2 separate regions of the Triticum aestivum genome follow, and region 2 is linked to region 1. Evidence: chromatin contacts called from public Hi-C data. All regions are on one chromosome and are shown on one strand. The core of a region is the stretch at or near the end of the contact, and the rest is flanking DNA. Distances in the headings are between cores, read along the strand shown.

Evidence for each region. Hi-C and Micro-C count contacts between places; a contact is called where the count stands out from the background.
Region 2: a Hi-C map of leaf shows a contact between it and region 1, with 3 times the contacts expected there. The contact joins the promoter of LOC123070863 here to the promoter of LOC123070860 in region 1. A contact is called at or near these places in 2 of 5 Hi-C or Micro-C datasets (both in leaf).

What each region holds. Positions count from the first base shown.
Region 1 is chr3B:554,618,722-554,622,365 of IWGSC CS RefSeq v2.1, forward strand. LOC123070860 (mitochondrial import inner membrane translocase subunit TIM50) reads right to left here and starts at 1,551. Exons shown (of 11, transcript XR_006433971.1): 1 at 1,053-1,551; 2 at 865-953; 3 at 398-434.
Region 2 is chr3B:554,800,735-554,804,378 of IWGSC CS RefSeq v2.1, forward strand. LOC123070863 reads right to left here and starts at 1,800. Exons shown (of 8, transcript XM_044494243.1): 1 at 1,599-1,800; 2 at 1,425-1,507; 3 at 1,294-1,332; 4 at 1,144-1,196; 5 at 987-1,050; 6 at 824-866; 7 at 691-738. The coding sequence starts at 1,679.

The DNA of each region.
Region 1 (3,644 bases), core at 301-2,800:
ACAAACATTATCATGCAATGATTAACAGCCAGGTTGAATAGATTATAGCCAACAATTTTAGTACCAATGACAGACGCTCTTGATACAAATTGATCGCAATAAATTAAAACATATAATTTGAGACATACAGTCTAACGATAAGCAAGCTCCTGTTAATAAAGAAACGTGTTCCCTAGCCACTGTATACTACTTAAAAGTGAAGAGACTTGGTTATTCACTGGTGTGTGAGGAAAACTATCCAAGGTTGCCTGGAAGCTGCCAGTTTATGTACCAAGCAATCATAACAGGATAGTGAGTTGCTCATTAGGTGGATGAAGAAAATGTCTGGACGATATTTGGCAATCCGTATCCAAGAGGTAACAGTAAAGACAAGGAATGAGTGTGCAGTAGTCCCTACCTTTCATAGTTTCTGAATAAGCCGTAGCCTTAAACTTCTGCACACATGAAAAGTCATTATTGTCAGACAAGATTGACGGTTGATATCTAGTGGAGAAAGTTATTGATGTACACTACGTTTTCTCAAACCACCACAATGCAAGCCTCCCATAGAACATCATCTTCCAGACCAAAAGATTTCCGCATCCTTCTAATACATGCCAATTCCTTGCTACTCGAACCAAACAACCAAATATTTTATTCCAGAAAGTGTAAGCTCCTACATAGGGGATGATGCAAATCACAACAACAAAAAATACTACTACCATGCATGCTATGTTACAAGTTTATTGCACACCTCATCAGATCCCAAGTTCACATTTCCTAATCTCATCAAAATGCTGCTGCTTAATGTTTGTGCAGTCACGTACGGAACTGACCAAACAACAGGATAAAACAACACGAGCACCCAAAAACATGATATGTAACCTCAAAGCCGGACAAGTCCTCGCTGATTGGGAGCTTCGAGTTCTTCCGGAACTCCCGCGTCATCTGATCCACTTCATCCACGGAATAAGCTACAGAGACGAAAACACGAATCACCCCCTACGAATCACACGCGCGACACCAGGCCAAACCGAGCGATCCTGCGGAGGAATACGGATCGGAGATCGCACCGTATGTGACATAGCCTGTGGCGCCGAGAGCGGCGGTGACAGCGGTGAAGATACCGGCCTTGAGCAGACCGAAGGAACTGCGGGCCCCCGAAGGCGGTGCCGGGGAGGGATCGCCAGCGGCGGCGGCCTCCTTGGGAGCGGAAGATGCGTCGGCGGCGGCAGGCGCCTCCTTCGAAGCGAGGGATGCGCCGGCGGCGGCGGGTGAAATGGTGGAGAAGGGGGCGGCGGAGGACCTGAGCGTGAGGGCGAGGCGCGACCTCGCGATGCGGGACATGGCGGGGCTTGCGAGAGGGGCAAGGAATGTGGAAGGGGTCCTCGGGTTCGCGCCGAGGGTTTAAGGGGAGACGGGGACTGACTGTACTGGAGGAGGCGCCCGAGCCCGAGAAGGGAGGGGAGAGGAGCGAGGGAGGCGGCGGCGAGGCGATGGGCGAAGGAGGTGGAGGAGTCGGGGTCTCGGGGGCTGACTGTTGCAAGCTGTTCCCCACTTGTCAGCGGCTAGCAATTTCTCCAGGGCTCGGGAGAGTGGCATATGCGTGGACGATGCGTTTTGTTTCGGAGGGGGGCAGGCCACAGGCATGCGGGCCAGATGCCGGCGCGCTAGGTAGGGACGTGGCCCAGTTTAATTTCGTGTTCGGCCTTCTTGAATTTTTTTGTTTTCTGCGCGATAGCTATATATATATATATATCGCCCGCCACGAGCAGTATAATATATATTCCTCGCCTACAGGCCGGCCCATTAGCGGGAGTGTAGAGAAGTATTAAGCTGTTTTAGAAAGTTTCCAGAACATCCTACCCGGTTTTGGGAAGGTTCCGGAACCTTCATCCAGTTTTGTTCTTTATTTTTATATTTATTACTTCGTTTTCCGGTTTTCTTTCTGTTTTTTTTGTGTTTCCTTTTTCCCTTTTATGTTTTGAATTTTATTTTTAGCTCACTGTTTTTAAACAATTAGCGCACATTTTTTAAATTGTGTATGTTTTCTTAAATCGTGAATATTTATAAAAACAAGATAGTTTTTTCAAATTCCTGATTTTTTTTTAAAATGAATATTTCAGAAATCCGTAGTATTTTAGATTTGTGAACATTTTCATTTCGTGAACATTTTTCGAATTCATGAATACTTTTCCAATTCAAGAATTTTTTTAAAATTCGCAAACTAACGGTTTTATTGAAATAAATTATTTTAAAAAGGAAAAGGACTTTTTTAGTGCCCACATACACACACAATGTACCCATTTTTTCTTTTTTTCACACTGTGTTGACGACTGTCGAAAAATATCACGCTACGCCATAGGAGAGACGGCGCAATTGATGGGCCCACCAAACTGCAGTAACGACATTTTATCGTCAGGTGAGCAATGCCTTGATGTGTATCGCTAAAAGCGATACATAGCACCATCCTTGTCTTCTGCCTTAACTTCTTCAAAAAGCCTTGTGCTAAGATCCTGAAGGCGAGATATCCTAATGAGCACATCTTGACGCCCAACCTAGAGACGACAACTCTTACTCGTGGTGTAGCATTTTACATGGTGTGGACTTGGTTAGGCAAGGTTATAATTGGTGTATTGATCATGGCACAAATGTAAAAATATGGTCCGCCCCAAGGGTTCCTATGACCTGGTCCAAGAAAGTATCATGCCACAAGGTCCTAATTTCCTTCATTGCGTCACAGACCAAACTATCCTAGTGACATGAAGCTGGGATGAAAGCTTGGTGAGAAAAAAATTCTGACCGGGTGATGCACATATATTGCAAATTCATTTTTTTTCAAAAAGGTGGATAACCCCCGATCTCAGTACCGAGCGATGCACACGACCATCTTTATTATATTATTCAACAAAGCCTTAGAAAATAAATACATGAACCAACCCAGAGCCACCTTCCCGACGAACACCGTCGCCAAACCTACAAGGTTGATGATATGCCATGACCTCGCGCCAAGAAATACCATGTAATCCGGTGGCCTCACCAAGCTGCCCACCGGCTAGCCGGGACCACCAACCGGTCTAACAAACCCTCAGCCCGCATCGCATGCGCACGCTCTATAATCAGCCGCCCTCATTTTCCGTCGTCCCATCTTCAGGGGTGATCAATGAATTGAACTTGCGAGACCCTGATAACCCACAAGTATAGGGGATCGCAACAGTTTTCGATAAGTAAGAGTGTCGAACCCAACGAGGAGCTAAAGGTAGAATAAATATTCCCTCAAGTTCTATCGACCACCGATACAACTCTACGCACGCTTGATATTCGCTTTACCTAGAACAAGTATGAAACTAGAAGTACTTTGTAGGTGTGATAGGATAGGTTTGCAAGATGATAAAGAACACGTAAACATAAACTAGGGGTTGTTTAGATAAAGATGCAATAAAGTAAATATAGCAAGTGTGGAAAAGTGATGGTAGGAATTGTGGAATTGTCCCTAAGCAACTGACTACGTTACTAGACCGATAATCACTATTGCAATTCTATTTGAGGGAGAGGCATAAACTAACATATCATCCCTTACTTGGAATTCTATGCACTTATGATTGGAACTCTAGCAAGCATCCGCAACTACTAAAGATTCATTAAGGTAAAACCCAACCATAGCA
Region 2 (3,644 bases), core at 550-3,049, 180 kb after region 1:
AATTCCTATTCTAAGAATGCATCCGGAAAGGATATAGAAGGGCAGATGAGGAATACCGAATACTTGAGGTTTTGCTCATGTGATGAGTGAATTAGTATAACCATGAGCAAACCAGTTTGTTCTGATTTCTGTGCAATAGGGTTTCTGCTAAATTTATGTGAACAGATTTCATCATGTATACAATTTATATAACTGAACCCCAATGAACATCTGAGTAATAATACAACAATGACATGCTATAATATAGGAGATGCAAAGTGTAATATATTTAGAGTTTGGTTTAACAGGCACAATAAATGAGTGGCATTCTTCTTTTAAAGAGAAGGAAAAACTAGTTATGTTAAACACGCTCATTCAAGCTAAAGATCAGAGGATTCGTGCTAGGATTCTCCTTCATTTGCGTGCAGAAGGAAAAATTAGAATGTCTATCTTATTGTGCTAGGCTCAAAATTGAGGCATGGAACCTTCTATTTAGTTCGCGATGTGGATTAAGGGAAGTTTTTTCTATACCCCTCAAGTTTTCCTGTAGTCCAAATTTCAAGAAGAATAGAGGGGGTCCTTTATTCAGATTTCGGACTTATGGGCTTCCTAGGCCAGTTAAGAACTAACATCAAGGAGAGCATACACAGAAGCGTAAGTGCACGGAAATTAAATTTATCCAGCAATAAAAATTAAATAGCAAGTACTCACAAGGCGAAGAAGTGTCCGTCGTTCCCTCTCCCTAGCATATCTGATGGCCTATAAAACATTTCACTGGTCAGCACAAAACAAATGGATTTCTCAAGGTTCACAACAATCCTCTTCCAATGTAGAAGAATCAAACCTCCTCTAGTTCTTTGCGCTCACTGTTTGCTTCCTCAGCATCCCTACAGGACAACACTGAATCGTTACAACACGTAAAATAAAATAAAACACAGTTCAAATTCCAGCCATGGTGTAGCTGCACCCGTACTACTGTAACAATAAAATGAAATAGCGGGGATCACCTTCCAACAAGCTGCTTAACAGAGGTGCAGCACTTGGCACAAATCCCAAGCTCCTTGGAGCAACCTGCATTGAGCAGAGATCACACATATCAGTGTCAATCAAACGACACACCAGCACCACCATGGCGAGAGACATCGCCAAGCAGCCGAAATTCACCTGTGCAGACGTTGTGGTACGCCTGCCGAACGTTTCGTTTACTGCACTTCTGGCTGCAAAAATAAAAAGAAAACCATAGGCATCCATCACAATCCCCTCTTACAACCGTTCCCAAATACTGTGCGGTAACCAGGCAGGCAAGAAAGCTACCATTTTGCAGGCTCAACAATCGGCTTGTACTTGCCGTATCTGCAAAAGGAAGACGAACAGATCGGACCAAGGAACACAAGTAAACCAACGACCTAATGAATGAATATAACTAAGGAGGGAGAACCCCATACTTGCGCTTCCAGTCGATTTGGTCCCGGCAGCGCTGGCAGACGCCGGTGATCTCCGACAAAGGCCGGAACCTGCCTCCGGGCTCCTGCGCGAGCAGCGGCGATGGTTGCAGCGGTTAGGTCCCACAAGAACGGAAAAGAAGACGGGGAGGGGAGGGAGGCGGGTCGCGGGCTTACGGTCTCGTTGATCTTCCGGCCGAGGTTGGGCTTCCATGCGTAGGCGTTCTGGTGCTTCGGGGGACCCTGCCGCTTCGACATCTCTCTGCCTCTTTCTCTCTCCGCTTCGCGCCGCCGCCGGGAGTCCTCTCTCTGTGCTTACCCCTAAAACCTCGCTGCGGCGGCTGCGCGGCGTACCGAGAGGCTTACCTGTAATCGTGTGGGATCCAACAACTACGTCTAATGGGCGTCGGCCCAAGCCCTGGAGCGAGAGACAAATTTACAACTTTGGGCTCCGGAAAACACAGGTCCAATAGTTTGACGGCCCAACTGTTCCAGACAGGCAATATTTAGACTGTGAGTCCTCTAAAACCAAAATTAGACTGTGAGTTTGTCTAAAAAAATAGACTATGAGTAAATTGCACAAACCCACCACATTGAGGGTTAGCAGAAAATATGAGGTTACATTTTGTTTTGACAAAAAATACCATGTCTAGCATAATCTCTTGACAAACAACAATGATCGACGGATTAGGCTCGTTTGAGCATGTTTATGACAGGTGGGTCCACTTTTCTGCTTACGTGGCATAACATTTTGTGCAAGATGAGTTTTAATCTGAATTTATAAACCAGTCCCTAGAATTTTTATATAGACACCCCTGAATCAAAAAGAAAAACGCAATTAGCCCCCCACGTGCATAAACCCTGTAGGTTTGGGGCGGCGTCGCCCAGGCTCTCATCGGTAGCTTGGGGCATCGATGGAGGCTTGGGACGGCGGATGGACCTCACCGACGGATGGAGGCAGTGGGAGAAGGAGGAGGACAACTGAGGAGCTCGATCTTGATCTCGACGACCAGGGTAAGCCCCTGGATGCGCACGTTGTCCCGCTGCATCGGCTGCAATTGCTACCGGAGCGTCGCCTCGCCCCTCACACGCTCTTCTTCTCTGGCTCCGGCCGCGAACTCCCTCTGCGGAGCTGAGCTTGATTCCCCCCATGAGCAGAGAGTGCTTCCTTCGGGCTCCTGGACGACGCGCCAACACCGCGTTGTTGTGTTGCCTCACAGCCAGGCTCACGCCCAATGCAGGAGCATATGCAAGTAGGCCATCCTCATCGGTCATCTCGCGCATCCACGACTGTCCCTGCCATGGTCGTCACCGTTATGGTCATGAGCACAGTACGAGGCGCACCACATTTAGTAGCAGCAGAAGAGTATGAGACCGCGGCGAGCAGCATCGCATGGCGGCGATGGAGGCGGATGTCGCCGAAGCCGGCGTGGGGCGCCGTGGTGGAGGGGTGAGAACCATGGTGATGCAGTAGAAGGGCATGTGCTTCATTGGGACAAAGGTTGGGGGCTTATTTTTGCTTTAAACCCCATCTAACGCCCTTTTCTGGAAACCACTATTGCCATGTCAGCGAAAAATGGGATCCACTCATAAACACGCTCAAACAAGCCTAATCCATCGATCAATATTATTTGTCAAAATATTTACGTTACCCATGGTGTTTTTTACAGAAAAAAAAATGTAAACTCATGTTTTCTACTAACCTATGGTTTGGGCAATTTACTTTATAGACCATCGGTCGATCGTAGTGCTCATTGCTCCTGGCAACTCGACCCATTAGTGAGAGTAGGAAGCGTTCGGGTAGCAATTTTGGATTTTTCTTCTTCTAGTTTTTCGGGCTTATTGGCCAGTCCCCCCCACCCCCACCACCCTTTTTTTTTGGCTATTGTCTTCACTTGTTTCATTTTGTTTTTTTATTCTTGATTAGTTTGTGTTTATTTTTTTATGGTTTAAAAATTATTGAATTTCCAAAAATGTTCATAAAATTGTTTGAAAATTTGGAAATTTCCATGAATTTAAAAATGTTCACATCTTTTGGAATTTCAAAAATTATTCAGAATTTGAAGATAATGTTCATAAATTTTAAAAATTGATGAAATTTTTCAACATTTTGTTCAGTATTTAATAAATTATTCTCTTTTTTTAAAAGTTGTTTATTTCGAATTCATGAGCATTTTTTGAATTCTTCATTAACATTGTGATTTTTTTGAATTCGCGAACATT